Regions from separate parts of the Neogale vison genome. Here region 1 is linked to region 2. A link is a contact called in public Hi-C data. All regions are on one chromosome and are shown on one strand. Each heading gives the region's core, a stretch centred on a gene start, on an enhancer-like site or on the middle of the called end of the contact. The rest is flanking DNA. Distances are from core to core; before and after follow the strand shown. Region 1 overlaps NMNAT2 (nicotinamide/nicotinic acid mononucleotide adenylyltransferase 2). Region 2 holds the start of SHCBP1L (testicular spindle-associated protein SHCBP1L).

The links. Hi-C and Micro-C count contacts between places; a contact is called where the count stands out from the background.
Region 1: a Hi-C map of muscle shows a contact between it and region 2, with 6 times the contacts expected there. The contact joins the enhancer-like site here to the promoter of SHCBP1L in region 2. A contact is called at or near these places in 2 of 3 Hi-C or Micro-C datasets (fibroblasts and muscle).

What each region holds. Positions count from the first base shown.
Region 1 is chr10:49,942,714-49,947,285 of ASM_NN_V1, forward strand. The region is part of intron 12 of NMNAT2 (nicotinamide/nicotinic acid mononucleotide adenylyltransferase 2); the gene reads right to left. Among named protein-coding and RNA genes, the nearest start is that of LAMC2, 75 kb to the left of the region's middle. Within about 2 kb of position 2,433, the one cell type or tissue checked has open chromatin away from gene starts, as enhancers often do. A contact at or near this core is called in fibroblasts, where this site is marked.
Region 2 is chr10:49,656,311-49,660,425 of ASM_NN_V1, forward strand. It overlaps SHCBP1L (testicular spindle-associated protein SHCBP1L), which reads right to left and starts at 2,123. Exons shown (of 12, transcript XM_044266135.1): 1 at 2,009-2,123. The coding sequence starts at 2,123.

The DNA.
Region 1 (4,572 bases), core at 1,183-3,682, 290 kb after region 2:
TCGGTTGGGCTCTGGCAGGTCAGGCCTGGGGTGCGGGTCTGTGACATTCATCCTGTTTCAGCTTCCGGCTCACAGGCACCATGTTTTGATCGTATCTTTTCATCCTCTGGTCAAAAGCTCCCCAGGGGAGGCAGGGGTGGGGATGGGAAGAGGAAGAGGGAGGGGGTGGACTCTGCTTCCCCATATGTGGGGAATCTGAAGGAAGGATATGAGACATGTTGAGGGAGGAAGCAACTTGGCCTTGAGAAAGAGAGAACACTGATGAGGACCCGGGCGGCAGATCGGGAAGGAACGGGAAGTTACCACCATCTTTCCAGGAGGCTGAATTTCAAGAACTGCACTGTGTGCGGGATGCTCTGGGCTGGGGATACCCTGTGCTCTTAGCCAGGTACTTTCCTGGGCACCAGGGACAGAGGGTTGAGCAAGACAGACACGCTTCCTGTCTTGGATCAATCACTACCCAGGAGGAGGCATTAAACAAATGATTAATTACTTCAAGTGTGTCTGCTGCTGTGAAGGATAAGGGCAGGTTACTATTAAGTAGCTGATACCTTGTCGTGGCTAATGCCTTATAAGTAACTGGTGAAAGCCTGGGCCACATTTCATGGTGGACTTAAACTCTCTGATGGGCTAAGCTCCTCCAACCAAGAAGGAGATACTCTTTCATCCCATAAACTCTCATGTCGTGTATATGGCAAATGGGGCACTGTCCTGGTGCTGCCCGATAAGACGGGCAAACCTAGTGTCCTCATAGCACTTACCTGCCAGGAGGGAGAGACCACAAACCAAAGTGTAAATAAGAATGCATGTGGGGGGCACCTGGCTGGCTCAGTGGGTTAAAGCCTCTGCCTTCAGCTCAGGTCATGACCCCAGGGTCCTGGGATCGAGCCCCACATCGGGCTCTCTCCTTGGCAGGGAGCCTGCTTCCCTTCCTCTCTCTGCCTGCCTCTCTGCCTACTTGTGCTCTCTGTCTGTTGAATAAATAAATAAAATCTTAAAAAAAAAAAAAAGAAAAGAAAAGAATGCTGTGCTGGAATTAAGTACAATATTGAATATAAAACACAATGACCTTCAAGTTGAAACCAAAAGGACAAGAAGGGGCCAGACACGGGGATATCTGGGGTAAGAGCACTCCTAGTTAGGGCACAGCTAGTACAAAGGCCCCGAGGTAGGAAAAACTATTAAAAAAACAGAACAGAATAGGTAGGACTGAAGCACAGAGAAGTAGGAAAAATAGACGAGGACCAGCTTGAAGATGGGGTTCATTCCAGTTGCGAACAGAAGTCATCAGAGTGTTTTAAACAGAAGGTCTGACTTCCATTGACAGCCGGATCCAATATACACTGATTTACCCAGGCGAGCCTAAGTGGCGAGATATTCTGTAAGATCATTCTGAAATCGGGATTCAGGATCCTGACCATGTCCCCCGGACCGTGCTCTCTTCTCCAGATGAGGATGTTCGGGAATGGACAAGGGACTATCAGTAAGGAGGGAAACAAACAGGTATTAAGCCATCTGTTATGTGCCAAGCACAGTACGGGGAGCTTTCCTGATTATTACACTTAACCCTCACGACATGGTCTTCTGCGATAACGGGCCTCAGTCTTCCCTTCACAGATGGGGACATCAAGACTCAGTGAGACAGACTAGCTAGTTAGTGATTTGAACCCACTCTGGTCTGCTACAAAGGCTCTTTCTGCCACATCAAACCCCTTCGAGATCTGTTTCTTCAGATTCACATTTTAGTGACTTGAAACTTTTTTGGTTTGAAAGTATTTTCTTTTTTCTCCAGGTTTATCATGGGCTTCCTCTGTTCATTACTCCACATCTCCCCCTGGAGGATATAATTTTGTGTATGTCCAGCGGGGTTGCAAAACGTGCGAGGAGAGGTGTCCGCCGGAGCCACACAGTGAGTTAGGGGCTTCTGAAATATGCCCCACCCATTTCAACAAAAAATCCCCCACCCTTGTTCTGGCCTCTGTCCCTCTCTGGAGAGAAAGCAAGGAAAGAGGTTAGTATGACCAGCATTGAGAAAGTGAGAAGGCATTTCCAGAATGTCTCTCGTAATTGCAAATAAATGATCCTTCAAAGGGGTTTCCCAGAGGAAATTACCCCCATTCCCATTTCCAGTTTGGGGGGTGTGAGAAGGCAAGAGATTCCAGACTCAGACAAAAGCTTGAAAACCAAACCAACGGTATCTTTCACACGAGAACCAGAATCTTCCAAGATAGGAGCTAAGCCTCCTTCCCTAGAGCCTGTAAATTCGACGTTGGTTTTATCAGTGTGGGGGCCTAATCCCCTGGGGTGGAAGTGTCCACTGGGCTTCCTGGCTGGGGCTGGACTGTCTGATAAAAACCATCTGAGCCTGAAAGACCAAATGTTTGTCTTTGCTCTATGAGCCCTGGAGCCCTGGGATTTCTTCTGGAGTGGCTAGTGCCCCAGGCTCTTCCTTTGTTTATTTTCTTTGGTGGTTTTCCCATAGCTGGTAGATGTAGGAAGCAGTTAGCCCATGGCTCGTTGGCTGGAAAGATGTAGGGCACAGCCAATTAGAGCCAGCTTGTGGAATGCTGGGTTTCAAGAAGTACAAAAAGAAAGAAAAAGAAAACACAATTTCCTTACCCACCCATCTCTGGTGCCTCCGCTTCTGCCTTTAGATTTTCATTCCTTTGGGTTAATTATTGCCCCTTGCTCATTTGAAATGTAAATACCATTTGAAAGCAGCTAATACATTTAATCATTAAACTGGATGACTTGGCCTGTTTGCTGAAAAGTCAAAAGGTTCTCAAATAAAGACCAAGATAAACTATCTATTTCCCCCAGCCAGAACCATCTCCGCAGAACCTCTTACTCCAACTATTCCATCTTTCAAAGTCTTCTCTGGAACCGAAAAGCCCATCTTTCCGTCCACTTACCCCAACCCTGCCCATGACTCAAAGCCCAGCTCAAGAGCTCCCCTCTTGCAACCTGCTAGGAAATATATAAATTTCTCATTCTTCTCACTATCTTTTATGGATGAGATCTGAAGACTGGTACCACCTCCACTTTCCCAGGAGTGAGCTAGGGGTTCACTGAGCTAATCCACGAACAACATCCAAGTCTTTACTGTCTCTCTCCTCCACTAGAAAGCAAAGTGCACACAGTGGGAAGCTTTGTCTATTTTGTTCTCCCTGCTCAGTCAGCCCTAGAACAATGTCTGGCACTTGGTAGGTATTCAACGATTATTTTAAAACCAATAGATGAATAACAGGCAACATTTTTGAGCGCTTATTAGTTTCGGGAACTCTTCTAAACCTTCCACAATTTTATTTTATGCACTATAAAAAACTAATATTAAAAAAAAAAGATATTTTTAGATTGCAAGTGCCTTAAGGAAAAACAACGTGCTTATATTCATCCTGGGCTCGAAAACTCAGAAAGAATTAGCTGAAAGATTGACTGAAGGAAAGAATGCTGGAAGCAGAATTAATTTGCAAGACTGCCTTCCATTATAATATGATGGATAAAGCTAGCTGACAGCCTAAGAGCCCTAGACCACTGATTGTATCTGTGGGAGGGGAGTGAGTGTAACAGCTTCCGGCTTCAGCAATGTGTGTCCATGGCCGACCCTTTCTCTTCTGGCCTTGACTTCCCACAGAGCCTGCTCCACGCTTGGATACCTGCTTCGGTGCCGGCGCCGGGATGCCGCACAGCAAAGATCAGGTCCCCTAGGGGAGACCAACTCTAATAAAAACCCAGAGATGGTAAGGGCTGGCCCCTCTCCCCCAACTCCAGTTGCTGATCTCCAAGGCTAGCCCAGGAGCCGGGGTCTTGACTGCTCTCAGGAATCAAGAATGAAAAAACCAATGCTTGGCCTCACAAGCAGCTCTTTTGTATCCCCTGGAGAGAATCTTGATGAATATGTATGGAATTTTCTCCCCCTGGAATGTAAGGGGAAGGGTGTGTCATTGGTCAGAGGAGGTCAGAATTCATCCTGGGCTAATGGATCTTTGTGCCTAATAGGAAATGCCCAAGGGATGAGTTAGGAGGTGGGGTTGTTCCTTTGGCTGTGGTGTGAGACTTCCGGATGGAGAGCACTGATTCAGGAGTCCCGACTGCAAGACCTAGATGGACTCTGGGGAATTTGTGACCCGTTGGAGAAAGCCCGCTGGGGGACAGACCAACTCAGCTGCTTCCCAGCCCACTTTGAGCTTTCTCTACAAAAGGGTGGAGAGACTCCTGTTTTCTCTCCATACCTGTCTGAACTAGTGTGGCTTTTCTCCTTCCATCAGAATCATCAGGATTCTGAAGAACATGCGGGTCCAGGGCGTGTGGCCTTCCCAAGGAGCTTTGCTCTTCTCCCCACCTCCTGTCCCCAGTCGCAGGCAGATGCAGGGGTTTGGGCTCATGGTCACTAAACAGAGGACTGTGGCCAACAATTATCCCGTGGGCCATCAAGTAATGAAGAAATCTGGGATAGAAATAGGTCTCATATACCTCACCCCTGGTAATCTCATGGTCAGGAACTGAAAACCCTAAAATGGAACCTTGCCAGGCAAACTCCAGATGGTAGAATTTTCTGGTAGGATAAGCAGG
Region 2 (4,115 bases), core at 873-3,372:
TCTTGATCATGAAAGCAATATCTGTGTCATTTTGAAATAGAAGGAAATTTAAATCAGTTGTACTTCCAATGCTTGGCAATAACTACTGTTAGATTTTGGAATATTTTCTTTCTATAGTTTTTCCTATCACATTATTACATAGTTTAGATCATATTAACTTTTTAATTAATCTTTTATTTAGGCTAAGCATTTTCTTATTACAAATTATTTAAGTACATTATTTCCAATAGCTGTGTATAATTTCCATAAACCCATACTTTTAGGTGTTTGAGCTACATTAATTTCCATAATAATGAGTATGCCATTTTGATACATTTGTACTTAAGTTTTGCCTGTATTTTGTATCCCCCACACTCACCCCCCAGGGAAAAGTGGGATTCCCAAGTCAGGATGTGTAAACATTTTAAGACTGCTAGTATTGCCAAGTTGTTTCCCAAAAAGGATGTGTATGAATTTCTACTTCCATTAGCAGATATGTGTTATGAAATAGTAGATTATAGACACCTAAGCTAGGAATAGAATGGGAGATGGAGTAGGATAAACTTTCCAGGCAGAGAGTCATTAGTGATTTTACAGAAGGGTAAAAGAATTTGGTCTCGGTAGCTTAGTATGGCTGGATTAGAGGGGGCAAACTGGGGCAAAACCTCAGGTTGGAGAAATATACAAACAGAGAGTCATGTATGTTATGTGTATAAGTAGCTGAATTCTAACCATACCGAGAGACTCTCCCTTATCTAACTTGATATTCCACTCTCTGATCTAGCACCCTCCATATCCACTCCCACATAAACTTTCCCCGGTCATGCCAGTACATGTTGGCCAGTCCTCTCTGGCTGGACGCAGTACATCTCTGGCTGGGTTAGGTTGTGCCTTCACCCTATTTATTGGACTGGTGGGCTGGAGGGGGTGTGGGGTAGGCCCTCAGTGGTGCATGTAGTCTTCCAAGGCAGAAGCCTATGTGTCATCTGCAAGCACGGGGGACTCTAGCTTTCAGTGGGGATAAGTGAGCTCAGAGGATTCAGGGGAATCTGGGGATTCAGTATCTCCCATTGCATCAACCACGATATCCTCATACCAAGGCTCAGGGTCTCTCCCTCCCAATCAGAGCCTGACTGGTTTAGCAATCCAGCCTCTGAGAACTCACCCTTCCTTGGAACTCCATCCCCCCCTCTTTTTTTTTTTTAAAGATTTTATTTATTTGAGAGAGGGAACATGAACGGGGAAGGGGAGGAAGAAAAGGAGAGAGACTCTCAAGCAGATTCCCCACTGAGCCTGGCGCTCAAGGCGGGGCTCAACCCCAGGACCCTGAGATCATGACCTGGGGCTGAAGTCAGACACTTAATTGACCAAATCACCCAGGCATCCCTGGAACTTACCCTCATAAAAACCCCAGAGCCCATGTTTTATCTGCCCTTCAGCTATAAATGAGTCTCTTTATGTGCCGCAGTGGAGGCCTTTCTGGCTTTGACACTTCACCTGAAATTGGTTATCTCGGCCATTTCTTTGTCTTGTGCCAGTAAATACATAATCCTCAGCAAGAGAACATTGATTCCATCGTCCTTACAACACTGTCTCCACCAAACCATTCCAGTTCCTGACATCGGACCACCAGGGTGTTCCCGTCCCTCTCACCCACAGCAGAAGTTGGAATAATTGCAATGACATAGCATGCTAAGAGTCATCAGTATACCATGTACCACCAATGACAGCGTCCTCATTGATGGTGGTCTAGAAGGTGATTCAGCTCCAGCATGTCATTTTATAATCTGCTTCCTTACTGTTTGTCTTAGCTTGGGTCTCCTGGGAGGGATGAGAGACAATGATTTCCATAAGGAGAATTTGGGGAGGTGCTTTTGAGAACGATACCTATAAGAGAAGGAGGGAATCAGGAATGGACAAAGAGAACTGTGGAACTATGATGAGTTTGCAACAGAGTTCTCAGCCATTCATCCTGGAAGCTCTGGGCTAGGATAGCCCTTTTGAGTTCTGGCGGGGGATGGCCCTTTACATCCATGCATCTTCCTGTCATTGGAGGTGAGCTGCCCACAGAGGGAGGCATGACCTTGATGTGGTAGCTCCCTTTGAAGAAGCTGCCAAACTGTCTTCCAAAGCAGCTGTGCCATTTTTGCGTTCCCTCCACCAATGAATGAGAGTTCCTGTTGCTTTACGTCTTCACCAGCGTCTGGTGGTGTCTGTGTCCTGGCCATTCTAATCGATGCAGAGTAGCAGCAGCACCTTTTGGCGGAGGGTAACTCCCAGAGAGGGCTTTAGAAGCGAGTTTTCAGCGTCCAAGAGATTGGATATCTTGAGTCTTTTTTTTTTTTCCAAGATTTTATTTATTTATTTGACAGAGAGTGAGATCACAAGTAGGCAGCAGCAGGCAGAGAGAGAGGGGAAAGCAGGCTCCCCACTGAGAAGAGAGCCCAATGCGGGGTTCAATCTCAGGACTGTGAGATCATGACCTGAGCTGAAGGCAGAGGCTTTATCCCACTGAGCCACCCAGGCGCCCCTGGATATCTTGGTTCTAAAAGAAGGCTTGGGGAAGCAAACCAGAGCATCCATTCCACATAGTTGTCAGACTACGTTATAAGAATAGAACTCTATGTTGGTAAAGTGGACTTGCTGTGGGCTCCTCTGAGCCATTGGCCTCTAACACAGAGGTAAGTCAAGCACTTGAGCTTACTGTCTAGAAGTCAGTCGAGTTTAGCTCTGGGTATTAATGGGACATAGGGAGCGTTAGCCATCCTCTCCGTAAGCCCGGGGTTCAGGGGATTTGAGGGATGGAGACAGGCACAGTTGTTGAATGTCCATGTAGCTGATCTCACTGGGCTCATGTCTTTGAGCTTTCTTTTCCTCCAGCACTTTCTCTCCATTCACGTCTTTGCGGAAGTTATATTGAAAAATGAATGGTCGAGAGCATGGACTCTGGCCAGACTGCCTGGGTTCTCTGACTTCTCTGAAGTCAAGGTAAATTTCTCCTCCTCTTTAAGGCCTTTTCCTTGCCAAAATGGGGCTGTAATACCAGTCTGTGGTAAGGAGTTTCTGCGCCCTTGGCCTTCTGCTGTTTAAGCCGTGCCGGTGGCACATCTCATCTGATGTTCTGTCAGCTTCTGCTTTCCCAGAGCAGTTCAAACGACTCTTGCATTTGGTTAGTGATTCTCACTGGCACGGCCTTGAGTGTTCCATGAGGCCAGCTCTGTACTCTATCTCGGGGTTGAAAAACTCATTTCCCTTCTTTCTTCTTGGAGGCTTTTCCTTGAATTGGCTCTTCCTTCCCATTGAAGTGGTGAGATACAAGAGGACGATTGTTGAGCGGGTTCCCAGGTGGAAAGGGCAGGCGGCGGCCTGGCTTGCACAGACACTGAGCTAGGCCGGCCTTTGAGGTAGAAGAGAGTCTATGGTTCCTGCATACGGGCTAGTTTCCACACTGGGCTTTATGGCCAAAACCTGCTGGCCTTGTCTTGTTTCTCACAAAGACCTTCTGCCTGAATGTGGCAGAATTGAACTTGAGAAATCTCAAGTCCTGGGTATCTTTCTTTTTCTCTTGTTTCCAGGGATCTGACCACTAGCCATTGTCCTGCCTTGCTCATGCTATTTTCTTCACCTTGAATAACCTTCCTGTTTGTCTCTACCTGTCAGAATTCTCCTAGGCCAGGTTCCAATACACTAGCCCTCATGAGAACTAAGCTTGTTCTCCGCTGTGCGCTCAGAGTACTTTCTGCACAGTATTATCAACATTGAAAACCCTTCATGTACAGGGACAGATACATTTTTATATCCAGTACTTAGCACAGTCCTTGGCACATATCTAGTAAAAGTTTTAAGAATGGTACCGCTATAGAAGTATAATCAGGGGCACCTGGGTTGCTCAGTGGGTTGACAGAAATGTGTATCCGTTCTTCTCCTCCCCTAGCATTTTACTTCCTTGATGCCCACCCAGGATCAGTTCTACTCATCTTTATGTCCATTGCAGAACTTACTTAGTATGTGGGTTAAATTCTACAAATTAAGGGGAATATTCACCGACTTTTATTCTCTTCAGGTCTGAGGGACCTCTAAGTTAAATCCACAGGCTGTCTCCAATATACAAATGATCTACATACAAAAGCTTATTT